3 separate regions of the Sus scrofa genome follow, and all the other regions are linked to region 3. The links are chromatin contacts, called in public HiChIP or PLAC-seq maps. All regions are on one chromosome and are shown on one strand. Each heading gives the region's core, a stretch centred on a gene start, on an enhancer-like site or on the middle of the called end of the contact. The rest is flanking DNA. Distances are from core to core; before and after follow the strand shown. Region 1 holds the start of TRAPPC13 (trafficking protein particle complex 13). Region 2 holds the start of PPWD1 (peptidylprolyl isomerase domain and WD repeat containing 1). Region 3 holds the start of CWC27 (CWC27 spliceosome associated protein homolog).

Region 1 (3,982 bases), core at 837-3,336, 800 kb before region 3:
TTTTTTTCTTCCCTCTTCTTTGCACTTTCACATTTTAAGATATGGCATTAAGAATTCTTTCATTGTTGTCTAAACTTATTCAGTGTTTTATTCCAGGGACAGTGAAGCTGTGAGAGCACCTGAATATTTTACACACATAAGAAAGCAACTTAAATGATCATATATTTGGCATGCAACTTTGGTTAAAATTAAAACTTGTAAAAATTCTTGGATTACTAGGATAATGGGGAAGAAGAATATCAAAGAGCTTAAAGAAAGGAGAACCTATCAGGGAAGCACTCGTCCTTTTGGATTGCTAAAATAGTCTTCCTGAGGAATCTTCTGTTTTGGAAAACCGAAGATACTGGGAAGGACTATTTTAGCAGTCTATAACTGCAACGGCAGTTCCACATCTCTGGAATTTAACTGTGTTTAATAGCTTTCAATTTGTATAAAATGACCTCAATCAGCTAATAGAACTGCTCCAAACTCCCAGCAAAGTAGAGTCAGTAAGGGAATGATGTTAGAAAATGCTGTTTCTTTCATTAGAAGGCAAAAGGGAGTCTTGGAAAGATGAAGGCTTTGTGTTGAAATATTACCTTAATCACTTACTAGCTCTGTGGTCTCGATAAAGTTTAACTTCTGAGAGTTAAGTAATATCTATTCCATATACTTGATGTGAGCCTGAGATAAAGAACAGGATAGTTTCTTCTTTCTTCAGGAATAAGTCATTTCAGTCCAGGTCATTTGCTCAGGCTAAGCTTATAGGTCCTATTGCTATACTAGTTAACATTTCAGTTTCTTAGTTCTACGGTCAGACAGTTCTGATATGTCCAACTATCAGTGTATGATTTTACGTTACAAATGAAACCGGTGAGCTTCTGTAATGTTTGCTGCTTACACTGTCACTGAGGGGATAAGGGTCCCTCAAAATGGATACCACAAGGAAGGTAAATGCAATTCAACTGAATTCATGGGCCTAGGGAACATTTTCACAGCCCAGTTCAAGAAGATATTGGTAACCACATAGTAGTGCATACAAGAAATAAATGCATTTGTGGTAATAAAAAATAGATGAAATAAAGCTGAAAGCATTTCAAATAAAAAGTTTCAGAAAACAATTCCAGAAAAGTAAGCCCTGCTAGTTTCCCCTAAATAATAATCAATTAAATGATCAAACGTACTCGAAGTTGTTTGCTGTGTACAGAAAATGAAAACTGACACGAATATTCCCATATACACAATACTTTGAAGTAAACTGCAGTGATTTTTAACAAACCTAAATTATATGTTGTGGTATTACGTATTTTTAAATCCTTGGCACAATAACTAGACTAAATTTCACAAATGAAGCTGAAGCCTGGTAACACTGTCATTGCCGCGTCAAGAGATAAGAGACAGAGGAAAAAACCACTTTAGATACCCGCTGTTAATGGTCTCATTTGACAGGGCTCTCCCCAGGGTAGGGAGGTCAACTACTGCCAAAAATCTCTCCGGTGACTGCAGCAGCATATAACAGAGTAAGTAATTTACCACGTATCTATTCCATTTTACAGGGCGATTCTCAAACTCAAAACCCAAAGCGAGGAAACGGCTTCCTCACGCTGGGCGCCCAAGGACAGAGAGGAGGACGAGTACTGACAGTGCTTAAGAAGGACGAGGCCTACATTCCAGAGGCAGGTCTATGTGCCATGAAGCTTCGAGAACTAGTGAGAGAAGGGGAGAAAACAGATTACTGGGAGCCGGGTTCGCAAAGTTTACCTTTCAAGGCCAGCAGGTGCTCCTGCTTGGGGGGATTCACTTCCATTGTGACCGGCACTTTGGAGCCACTGCCTACGGAGGCTGAAGCGGTTCAAACAGCCCGGAAGAAAACAGAAAAGCGCACGTCCGTGAAGACAAGGCATTAAAGACACTCCCAACAGTTTCTGTCTGCCGGTAGCGCCTTATATACTCTTCTAACCACGTCCTTTACTGACCCAACGGCTCCTTTTTACCAAAGTCATCTCTTGCCTCTTACAGGCCTATACATAAAATACTTCTCTATTTTCCAGCCACAGCCACACGCCGCTCTTTCAAGAAAGCACTCCACGGTAACAATACACAACCTCCCAAATACCTACACTGCAGAGTAATTGATATAAATGTGGCACGCTGGGATTTGTAGTTTAAAAGCCGCATGGCATGCAGGGAGATGTAGTCCCCGGTCTCCGTTCGTTAGAGGGAAGAAGTCATTGCTGGGGTAGGAGTTTCATCCCAACAATTTTCTTCTGTTTTATCCTCTCTTTTTTCCCTTAATTTTGTTCCTTCTATCAAGTTCAGACTCCTCAATAATAACAAAATAACAAAGCGCATCCACTGAAGAGTGTGCAGCCAATCAGCAAACGAGTGCCAGAAGGAGGAGCGAAGAAGTCGGCCCCGCGGCTTCTCCGCGTCGTACTGCGCCTGTGCACCAGCAGCGAGCGCCTAGGCTTCTGGGTAGGTGGCTCTACCCCGCCTCTTAGTGAAGGCCTTGACTGCTGCTTCTGCGGCACTGCACCTCCTAGGATGGCTGCCCTGGTTGTAAACAGGCCTGGTGCGGGACTAGACAGTGGTCGTCAGGGCAGCCGGGGGACAGCGGTGGTGAAGGTGAGGGACCTTGCGTACTCTGTTCTCCGCCATCTGCCTCCAGTTCATGCCGGAGATCTGGCGGCACTACAGCGGCCCTGGCTGTTGGGGGCCGGTATGCGCGGCCCTCTGGGCCCCTCTCGGCTTTACAAGCTTTGCCCTCCCTTCCTGAGGCCTGAGGTTGCATGGTCTCCTGGTCATGCTAGTCTTCTGCTTGGAGTCGCCAACGGGGACATTTGTGAAAAGGAGCCTATCGACATGTTAGAGTGACCTGGGCTGGTCTTTCTCCAGGTCCTCTGCTTGTAGTTCAGCCCAACAGGCGTTGATTAGCCTTTTTTTTTTTTTTTTTTTTTAAATTAAATTGAGCCATTATTATTGCCAGGTACTACGTTAGGTATGTAAGATCGTTAATATCTATTAGAGGTAAATGTTGATTCTCGTTTTACGGGTGAGGAAACTAAAGTTTCGAATAACACTGTATAGTGGAGCCACAGCTGACTGGCTTTAAAGTACACTTTTCACTATCGTATTACTTCTGTAATGAGAGCTCTATTTTTGCTTGACCTGCTCCTTCCTTTCTTTTTGTAGTACAGTTTGTCAGCACTTTTGAGAAGTCTCCAAAAGTCCCATTAACTCTGGGGAATGTGAATTGCCCTATGACTGAACTTTGAAATTGTATCATGTGTAGATGCTCTAAAATGTATTTACTAAGAAATCAATTGAAATATGTGGAATTCGTTTTTCCATATATAGATAAATAGAGATTCGGAAGGGAGAACTGATTTCAGTGGTTTATAGAATAAGCTAGGAAGATTTATAATCTGTGCTATTGAAAATTCTTATTCCTGACTTCATATTAGAATAGCTGAGGACTTAAAAAAAAAAAAAATAAAAATTAGGCCCCCGGTTCTGATGAAGTTGACATCAGTGTATTTTTTTCATTCCCAGAGTGGTTTTAATGCACAAACTGTTCAGAACCACTGGGTCAGATATCTGAAATTTTCTTAGAATCTTAAATAGTAGACACCTATGATTTTTCACCTAATGTTGGTTTTATATGACATCAAATGATACATTTCTGCTAACAACTGTATTAATCAGTATTGGTAGTTGTTGATTCATCTGACCTTTATATGTTAATGACATTCTGAAGTACATAGACTATCTGAAATGCAGAAGAGCGCTCTTATTAAGCTTGTTGTATGGTTGAGTTTTTATTTATTGAATTATTCTTTTTCTTTTTTAAATTTTATTTACTTAATAATGATTTTTATTTTTTCCATTATAGCTGGCTTAGTGTTCCTTTTTTTTTTTTTTTTTTTTGTCTTTTTAGGGCCACACTCGTGGCACATGGAGGTTCCCAGGCTAGGGGTCCAATTGGAGCTGTAGCCGCCAGCCT
Region 2 (4,370 bases), core at 1,683-4,182, 730 kb before region 3:
TTTCATTATATAAGTAATAAATATTTTTCCTCGTAAAAAAATGACATTACACCCATATCAAACAAAACAATTCAAAGATGGCCAAACATGTATACAAAAAGTTCCTAAATTAAACATGATTGTTCCATGAATTTTCATAACTACTATACAGCAGACTCAAAGTTACGTCCAACAAATGACTCTTTATTTTTAGTAAGAGAAGCCCCATTTTTATATGGGAATATTGACATCCAGCACTAAGGTCTTTCTCACCTCTGCAGTTAGGTGTGATCATGTACCAATGAGGTAAAAGTGGAAGCAGTGTTAATAGTCAAGATGCCTCCTTGAAGAGGTGTGCCCTTCTTCCATTCCTCAATCCTACAGCTGGGAATTGGGAGATGAGCACTGTAATTCTAATCACCACTAAGAATAAAGATGAGGTCCAAACCCTAGTGATGTGAGGGCAGAAAGCTGGAAAGACCCTAGGTCCCTTTGGAGCCTCTACACCAATCCTAGATTGTCTACTTTAGGACTTTTATACATGAGAGAAGTATTTCACTATCTTTTTAATGTTGTTGTCATTTTGGATTTTTCTATAATATGTAGCTAAATTTAATCCTATCTGATACTTATTCCCTTTGCTATGTGTTAGTCCACTTGTTGAACAGTTACTGAAAACAAAACAGTTTCCAAGGCACATGGACATAAAGCAGAGTAAAATATAGTTCCTGTCCTTGGGAAAACATCAATTTAATAAAAGGTAGTGCCATAAAATCATTGATAGTGTCTTTGTGAAAATGTTTACAAAAGTCCAATGTCCAAAGAACAAAGTTAAAGGGGGTGGTTCTATTTGTAGAAAGTTAAGTATATTATTAAACCCTTGTCTTCTTAGAAATCTTCAATGACATTTTTCTACCATTTCATACATATTTTTTTAAATTTCAACTTTTTCTTCAAGCTGAATACACTACCGACTGGCTTAAAAAGAATAATTTAGCTGTCTCAACTGCGTTAATTTTATAAGCTCTTTGTCTTCTAATGCTAATATCAGAATTTTGGTATTTTTGGATTTTTCCATTCCCTCCGCTCATTTCCATAAAAAAAGACATGAAATACAATGCAATAAATTACTAGTATAAACAATGTAATATTCATTCATTCAATACTTATTGATAATCTGCTACATTCAAAGCACTATACCAAGCATTGGAGCAAAACAGGCACGGCCCTCATTCTTATACACTTAAGTCTTTTTTTCTTCATCCTTTTTAATGGTTGCACCTGTGGCACATGGAAGTTCTTGGGCCACGCATTCAATGTGAGCTGCAGTTGTGACTTACTACATAGCTGTGGCAATGCTGGATTCTTTAACCCACTGGGGATAGAACCCATGTCTCTGCAGAGACCCAACTGCTGCGGTCAGATTCTTAACTCAATGTACTACAGCAGGAACTCCATTCTTACAGTCTTAACAGTCTTAACATTAATCAAACAATCACATGAATAAATATATAATTATAAAACACAGCAAGTGCAATGAGGAAACACTTGCTATAAGGACATTTAACAGGAAGACTATCAGTGAAAAAGATAATGCACTTTCAGGGTGTTGGTGTACAGTGTTCAAAAAAGTAGCTTCTTCAAAATTCAAATACACAAAATTTGAAGGCTAACTATAAATTCAGTGTGATAAACATACCTCAGATTTATGATCAACGTGCTTTAGAAACCCAGCCCTGACTGGAGAGGTCGCAAGTTTCCTAAAGGAGTTTATAGCTCAACTGACTGCTAAAGGCTGAACAATAGTTAGCTAGTTGAAATGGGTGAGGGAAATCATTCCAGGTAGAGACACCAGGATACCTATGAGTAAGAAGGAGCTACAAGTTTTTGGGAGAGGGAAGTAATGGAAATGTGCTGAGGGAGGTTAAGGAGAGATCATATCAAGAAGGGCTTTGTATGTTATGTTAGGGAGTTTGGACATTGTTTTGAAAATAATGAGAAATCACTTAAGAATTTTAAGAAGGGAGAATAGTAAAGATCTGAACTTCTAGAAAGATCATATTTTAATGGTGTGATACGTTCAAGGAAAACATTTCAAAGAACTTGAGAAATCTATCCCCTTCACCACTCCTCTTGTTTGATAAAATTCTGTCACTATTCCACGTTAGGGGCAAAATGCTTCAGGCCATGGTACCTCATGAGTAGTTTGAAAACCACAGACCTCGGTTTTAAGATAAAAAAAAATCTGTGATCCAGGAAACTTATTAATTAGGTCAGAAAACGCAGCAGTGTAAAAGTTAGGACTGAAATAATACTTCTCTATTCTTCAAGATTCTGATATAGGCACCACCTTCCCTGGCGGCCCCATACACCACTCTAGAGCTAAAAGCCTTAAATAGAACCAGTACTCATTTCTATATCTGCTAAATAAGTTAAAAATTCCAACCTCACATGGCTGATGCATGTATTAAACAAGAGGGGCCAAACAACTAAGTATCGGCGTTAAGCTTTAGCAGCTATTGTAACAAATCGGTGATAAATACTGTTAGATATTATTTAAAAGACGCGTTACTCAGCCCAAATCACTATTTCGGGAGCATAAAAGAGCGAGAAGTGAAAAGACGACCCTTTGTTCCGAGGGCACAAACCCCCACAATCACACATCCCCGTTTTGAGATCTGGCTTGAACTCTACCACGCAAGGGACGCAGCATTCCAACTCGCTCTGTGCCTATCTCAGCTACCTTTCCTCTTCTTGGCCAATGTTGCCTCTACAGGTAAAGGCCCAACCCAGCGTTCTTCACTTTCCTCTTCATTTTCTTGGGTCACTGCCACTGCCACTGCCAGCTCTCTTTCGCTGAGTTCCGTTTTTTCTGGTTCCTCCGGGACCCGGCGCCTTCTCTTGCTCAGCTGTGAATCGCTGCCGCTTTCTGCCGCCATGTTGTCCGAATCGTCAGAAAAAGTGCGACACTCACAGCTCCGCTACCAATCCTGAATCAGCGGCGCAGCCCTCGCGTCAGCGGCGGAGAGCATTACGGGATTGGCTGGGATGGGTGGGAGCAGTTCCAATCAGTAAGCAGCGCGCGGAGGTTCTGGGCGCGGAGCCGCGACTCCGGTAGGCTGAGGAGACCTGAATTTGCGGCCCTGCGGTGGTAAGCGACGGACCGGGAAGCGCGCCCTTATGTTTGAAACTTGCCCCCGGGTTGGCATCGAGCTATGACCCCGGTAGTGGGACGCTTACGTCCGAGGAACTACCTAACGGCCAGCCAGGCCTTGAGTCCCGTTCTTCACTCTAGAACCCCGACTGTTAGGCGAGAAAGACGCAAGGGTGGGGGAATTTAAAGAACTGGTTAATTTGCAGGCCTCCCTTCAGGTGCTTCAAATAGGACTTTTTTCCTCAGCTTCTTGATTATTTCACACGGTCTCTGAAGAAAGTGGTGAGCGCTTGTTATTGTGGGGGAGAGCGAGGGGCGGGGCAGAAAACCAGGCCTAGTAACCTAAGTTACCGAGCAGCACCATCCACCCTTCTGCCTTCACTGTGGTCAAGGTTTCCATCCCTTAGTGACCTTCTGGACTTAAGCTCTCTTCTTTAAAAAAGAAAAAAAATTAATTGTGGTAAAAAAAACTACAAAATTCTCTGTTAAAAAATTGAGGTAAGGAGTTCCCGTCGTGGCTCAGTGGTTAACGAATCCCACTAGGAACCATGAGGTTGCGGGTTCGATCCCTGGCCTTGCTCAGTGGATTAGGGATCCGGCGTTGCCGTGAGCTGTGGTGTAGGTCGCAGACACGGCTCGGATCCCGCGTTGCTGTGGCTCTGGCGTAGGCCGGTGGGTCCAGCTCCGATGAGACCCCTAGTCGGGGAACCTCCATATGCCGTGGAAGCGGCCCTAGAAAAGGCAAAAAAAAAAAAATTTTTTTTTGAAGTAAAATTGACATACAATATATTAGTTTCAGATATACACTATAATGATTCGATTTTTGTATATATTGTGAAATGACGACCACAGTAAGTCTAGCTAACATCCATTACTGTACATAGTTACAGAATTATTTTTCCCCTGTGGTGAGAACTTTTAAAGTCTTCTCTCTTAGCAACTTTCAAATATGCAATACAGTATTATTAACCGTATTCAACATGCTGAACATTATGTTCCCATGATTTAGTTTATAATTGTAAGTTTGTACCTTTCAACCCTCTTCACTTATTTGCTCCTTACCCCTGCTCTGGCAACCACCAGTCTGTTCTTTGTATGTATGAGCTTGATTTTTTTTTTTCTGTTTATTTATATTTATATTTTACAGATAAGTGAGATATCATGTGAGATCATGTGAGATCATGTGGTATGTCTTTCTGTCTGATTTATTTCACCTAGAATAATGGTCTCAAGGTCC
Region 3 (4,090 bases), core at 1,052-3,551:
TAATGTCAATTACTTTCTAAAATGACACTAGAGAAATTTTGTCTCATTTATTCAGAATATCTGTGAATCCATTCAGTACCTAATGTGGCATTAGACAGTATAGGCACTAAACAAACATTTCTGCTCTAAAGTCTTTCCAGGCCAAAATTCTCAACAAGCTCTGTATGTTACAAAACTTTGAAGTTTCCATATCTTCAGTCTTATGTCAGAAAAAGTCCCAAACTGGTTTTGAAGGAAAACTTGAGCCACACTTGATATTCTCCCTCAGCCCAATTCGATCAATGTATATTTAGCAAAACTGACTCTATGATAATAAGAACAACGCTGGTTTTTCTTTCTACTGCATACCTAAAACCTAGCATAGAGCCTGGCTTGTGCTATGTGCTCAATAAATATTTGTCGAATTAAAGATTGCCTGTTTAGGCATCTATCTTTGCTAAAACTTCTCATCTTATCTTTATGACCATGTTGAATCTTTCCCCAGAGTAAAACTAAGTCTGCCCTTATACAGTAGCAGTATAACCTCAAGCCCACTGATGCTAATATTTCTCATAAGTTAAGAGATACAGTATTATTTCATCCATCCATCCACTCAATACATATTTGAACTCCTCATAACATGCATGTGTCAAGCACCATTCTAGATTCCTGTCTCTGCCTTCATAATGCCTGTGTTCTATGGGGGGAATAGTAGTGGGGGAGGATACAACAATAAATAAGTACTGTAGAAAAAACTAAAGAGGATAAGGGCCAGGGCATGCTGAGGTGCAGGACATGAATGAGATTTTGCTATATTAATAGAGAGTTGATAGGAAAGGCCCTCTGCTAAAATGACATTTGAATAGGCTAAAGAGTATACTAGAGAAAAGAATGGCAAGTGTGAAGGCCCTAAAAGGATGGGCAATATACTCAATATTTACCAGTGTTTAGCAAGTGAGTGTGATACAACTCCCAAAAAACACTTGGAAATATGAAGAGATAGATACTCTGGGTTTTCACAATGATGTAGGGTAGAGGTGAGGGGTGGGGAAGAAGTTCAAACAACAGAATTGAAAGAATTGCTGTGCCCAAATTACTAAGATTTTTGCTGGAGGTATCAATTACAGCATTTTTGGTTTTGTCTTCAAATTGCCTTCATTATATTACTAAATGTAAATCAACAAAACTGCATAAATAATTTGTGATACATGCTACAGAACTGTATCTGATGCAAATTTACTTCATCTTAATACACTTACACACTTTCATTTTCACTATTTTTTCCATTATGCTGGTTCATCATATTTTGTGTCTGATAGAGACTAGGTCTCACTTCAAGAATTCAGGTGATACTTATTCCATTATTGACCCTGCTCATACTGCATATAAACACTGGATGGGAAATGACATTCTTGACCATCAAAATCAATCAGAAAATCATTCTTATATGGGAACATTTCCCATTAATAATCTGCTCACGTTTTAAGACCAGCTCCAAAAATACTTCTGCCATGAAGCTTTTCCCTAGTTTCCAGTTGCTAACTTCTCAGTACTACCATAGCAATAGGCTAGCTCCTCTCGCCATAGCCTTCCTATCAAACATATCATAAGGTTTTTCTTAACCAGCCTGCCTCTCAAACTAAACCATAAACCCCTCTTGGGCAACAACTAGCGCTTATCCATCCATTTTGGTATCCCCAGTACCTAGTACAGTGCCTGGTGCCTAGCAGACATTCAAAAAAAGGATTGTTGAACTAACAGAGAAAAAATCATCAACGAGATAACCAAAAAAAAAAAAAAAAAAAAAGTCAACTTTTAAAACACCTTGGCTTTTTACCTACGACCCTAGAAAACGCCTGCAGAGCTAAGTTAAAGCACAAATTAGGGCCAGAAGTTTAATAAAGAAATCGCCACCTGAAGACTTTTTCAATTATGTGCTGAGAAGTGCCAGTGTATGGTTCTCGATGCAATGCTATTCAGAGACAGAGGAAAGGACAAGGCTTCTTGTAATCTCTTCTAACCCTAGACCCCAGAATTGCCAGTGAAAGATAATTCTGGAGAGACCAGGTACCCTAGAGGAAGCTCACCTTCCCGTTCGTGGGAGGCTCCTGGATGTAAATGTTGCTCATGTTGGTCAGTGCTCAGGACGCTGTTCCTAATTGGGGATAAAAGCGAACGGTGAGTCACTAAAGCAGTCCACGTATCGGTACACGCTTCCTTAAATCTGGAGGTCGCGAAAAGCTCCAGTCTGTCAGTATCCCGCAAGGCAGCGGCACAGGTCCTATCTTTTTCTAAAGACAGCCGCTCCCGGACGCCGCCATGTTGCTCCCGGACCCGAGCACCGCTAATCCTGAGAAGGGGGCTTCCGATGGCCTCTAGGGAATCAATAAAATATTATTAAGCCTCCGTGGATTAATTTAACTTGTATTAAAATTTAAAAAATAAAAATTTGTAAGTCTTTGGGTTGTTTACTTTACTACACGCGTGTGTAGATCTCATTAACTACCCCTAAACTGGCAGTAATGGTTTGGACCGTGTGTGGTCTACAATACAATTCCTCCGGAAACTGCATCAGTAGCTTCTTGGTTCCTCTATCGCCGCAGGCTTTTAGGGCCTTACCCGACTGTCATCTGGCTACCGCGACGCGAGTAGAAGGAAGCGGCGGCCGTCATTGTACGTTGTCCCCGCAGCCAGCGGTAAGCGAGCGCGCTCTCGAAAGCCTAGGGGTCCTGCAACCCCAATTCCCCGCGCCATGGCAGTTCCAGGTAAAGACCAAACGTAGAGCCCCTGGGTCTGGGCGAGGGAGGGAGCTGGTAGGGTAGGTAGATTGGGGGGCGCTGGCATAAGTAGTAGCGCCTTAGGGCGGAGGCGTTAAAATTAACATTGTCGTTTGGCTTACTTGGAGAAGTTTACAGTCCAAAAATAAACTCTAAAGGAAAGAAAGAAAGAAAGGAATTGTTTCCCCGCCCCAGCCTAGCACTGGATGGACTACGGGGAACTGTATACAGGGCGGAGCGGGGGAAGGGGTGCGCGGGGAGGCGGGTGGAGACGGACTAGTTAGTAACTGTAGGCCTAGGAAGCTGTTAGCCGAGAAAAACTGACTTTAACTTTAATAAGGCTTGAAAATAAAATTTGAGGAGGCAACACTTGGCGGATCCAAGTAGGCATTGTTTGTTGTGAAAGTCGCTGGGCCGAAATGGGTCTCTGCGGTTCTACTTCTTTCTTCCTGTTTTTTGTAGTTGCGTTGTGGCCCTGGACCCGATGCTTTGCCTTTCCGGGTCTCAGTTTTTGTATCAGTAAAAGGAGATTTGTTGATATATGTATATGGGTCCTTACAGTTCTCAGATTCCATGACCAGGGGGTGTCAACCGAAAAACAATGAACCCTGTGAAATAAGTGCTTCAGAGTTTTCCCGTTCACAACTACTAGCTTACTTGGAAGTTCTGGTAGCGGAGGGCATCTCTTTAAACCTACTTTGCCAAGGTGGGTTCTGCAGAGCACTGGTTGCAGGAGATACTTTGAAAAATAAACGCTATCCCCACCCCCACCCCCACCCACCCACCGCTCATACAACTTGGAGATTCATGATGCACTGTAGTATAGCAAAGACATTGAGAATTGCTATGGTTCAGAAACTCTAACTTTGTTGTAACCTGCCCTTCCCAGTATTATTGGACCATGTTTATTCTGTGGAGGCCTGTGCTGAACTGTATTTTACTGTATGGGGAAGTTGTGAAGTTCTACCAACTTAAGTTTTGGTTGGGGGGGCGGGGGGTTGCAGTATTTTAGGAGAGGAAAGGTACATACATTCATACACATAATAACTTTTATTAAAGCTGTATTGTGTGGTAGGATACTAGGCACCAGGAACACAGCTGCCCTTCACACAGAGCTTACAGTCGAGCAGTGAGAAGAAAGTACTAGAAAGTTAGACAAACGCATTGCAGTGAAAACACAAAGCCCTGAGGAGCATGTAATAAGGGCACCTAACAGGAGACTGGAGGGACCAGAAGAACTTTGCCAAGGATGAGGCATTTAGGATGAGACCTGAAGAATTGTGGGAGGGGAACTTGTACCCAGAGGGACTGAATATGTAAAGGAAGAAGAAATG

The links. HiChIP or PLAC-seq counts read pairs in DNA pulled down with a chosen protein or histone mark.
Region 1: an H3K27ac HiChIP or PLAC-seq map of alveolar macrophages shows a contact between it and region 3. The contact joins the promoter of TRAPPC13 here to the promoter of CWC27 in region 3. A contact is called at or near these places in 2 of 2 datasets of contacts at active chromatin or transcription factors (alveolar macrophages and skeletal muscle).
Region 2: an H3K27ac HiChIP or PLAC-seq map of alveolar macrophages shows a contact between it and region 3. The contact joins the promoter of PPWD1 here to the promoter of CWC27 in region 3. A contact is called at or near these places in 2 of 5 promoter capture datasets (fetal skeletal muscle and liver) and 2 of 2 datasets of contacts at active chromatin or transcription factors (alveolar macrophages and skeletal muscle).

Annotation. Positions count from the first base shown.
Region 1 is chr16:44,144,738-44,148,719 of Sscrofa11.1, reverse strand. It overlaps TRAPPC13 (trafficking protein particle complex 13), which reads right to left and starts at 2,086. Exons shown (of 13, transcript NM_001244746.1): 1 at 1,741-2,086. The coding sequence starts at 1,786. TRIM23 (E3 ubiquitin-protein ligase TRIM23) reads left to right here and starts at 2,429. Exons shown (of 11, transcript XM_003134013.5): 1 at 2,429-2,604. The coding sequence starts at 2,524.
Region 2 is chr16:44,079,196-44,083,565 of Sscrofa11.1, reverse strand. It overlaps PPWD1 (peptidylprolyl isomerase domain and WD repeat containing 1), which reads right to left and starts at 2,932. Exons shown (of 11, transcript NM_001244421.1): 1 at 2,723-2,932. The coding sequence starts at 2,918. CENPK (centromere protein K) reads left to right here and starts at 3,002. Exons shown (of 12, transcript XR_002339607.1): 1 at 3,002-3,130.
Region 3 is chr16:43,344,717-43,348,806 of Sscrofa11.1, reverse strand. It overlaps CWC27 (CWC27 spliceosome associated protein homolog), which reads right to left and starts at 2,301. Exons shown (of 14, transcript NM_001243923.1): 1 at 2,067-2,301. The coding sequence starts at 2,108. It overlaps SREK1IP1 (protein SREK1IP1), which reads left to right and starts at 2,576. Exons shown (of 4, transcript XM_021076777.1): 1 at 2,576-2,744. The coding sequence starts at 2,732.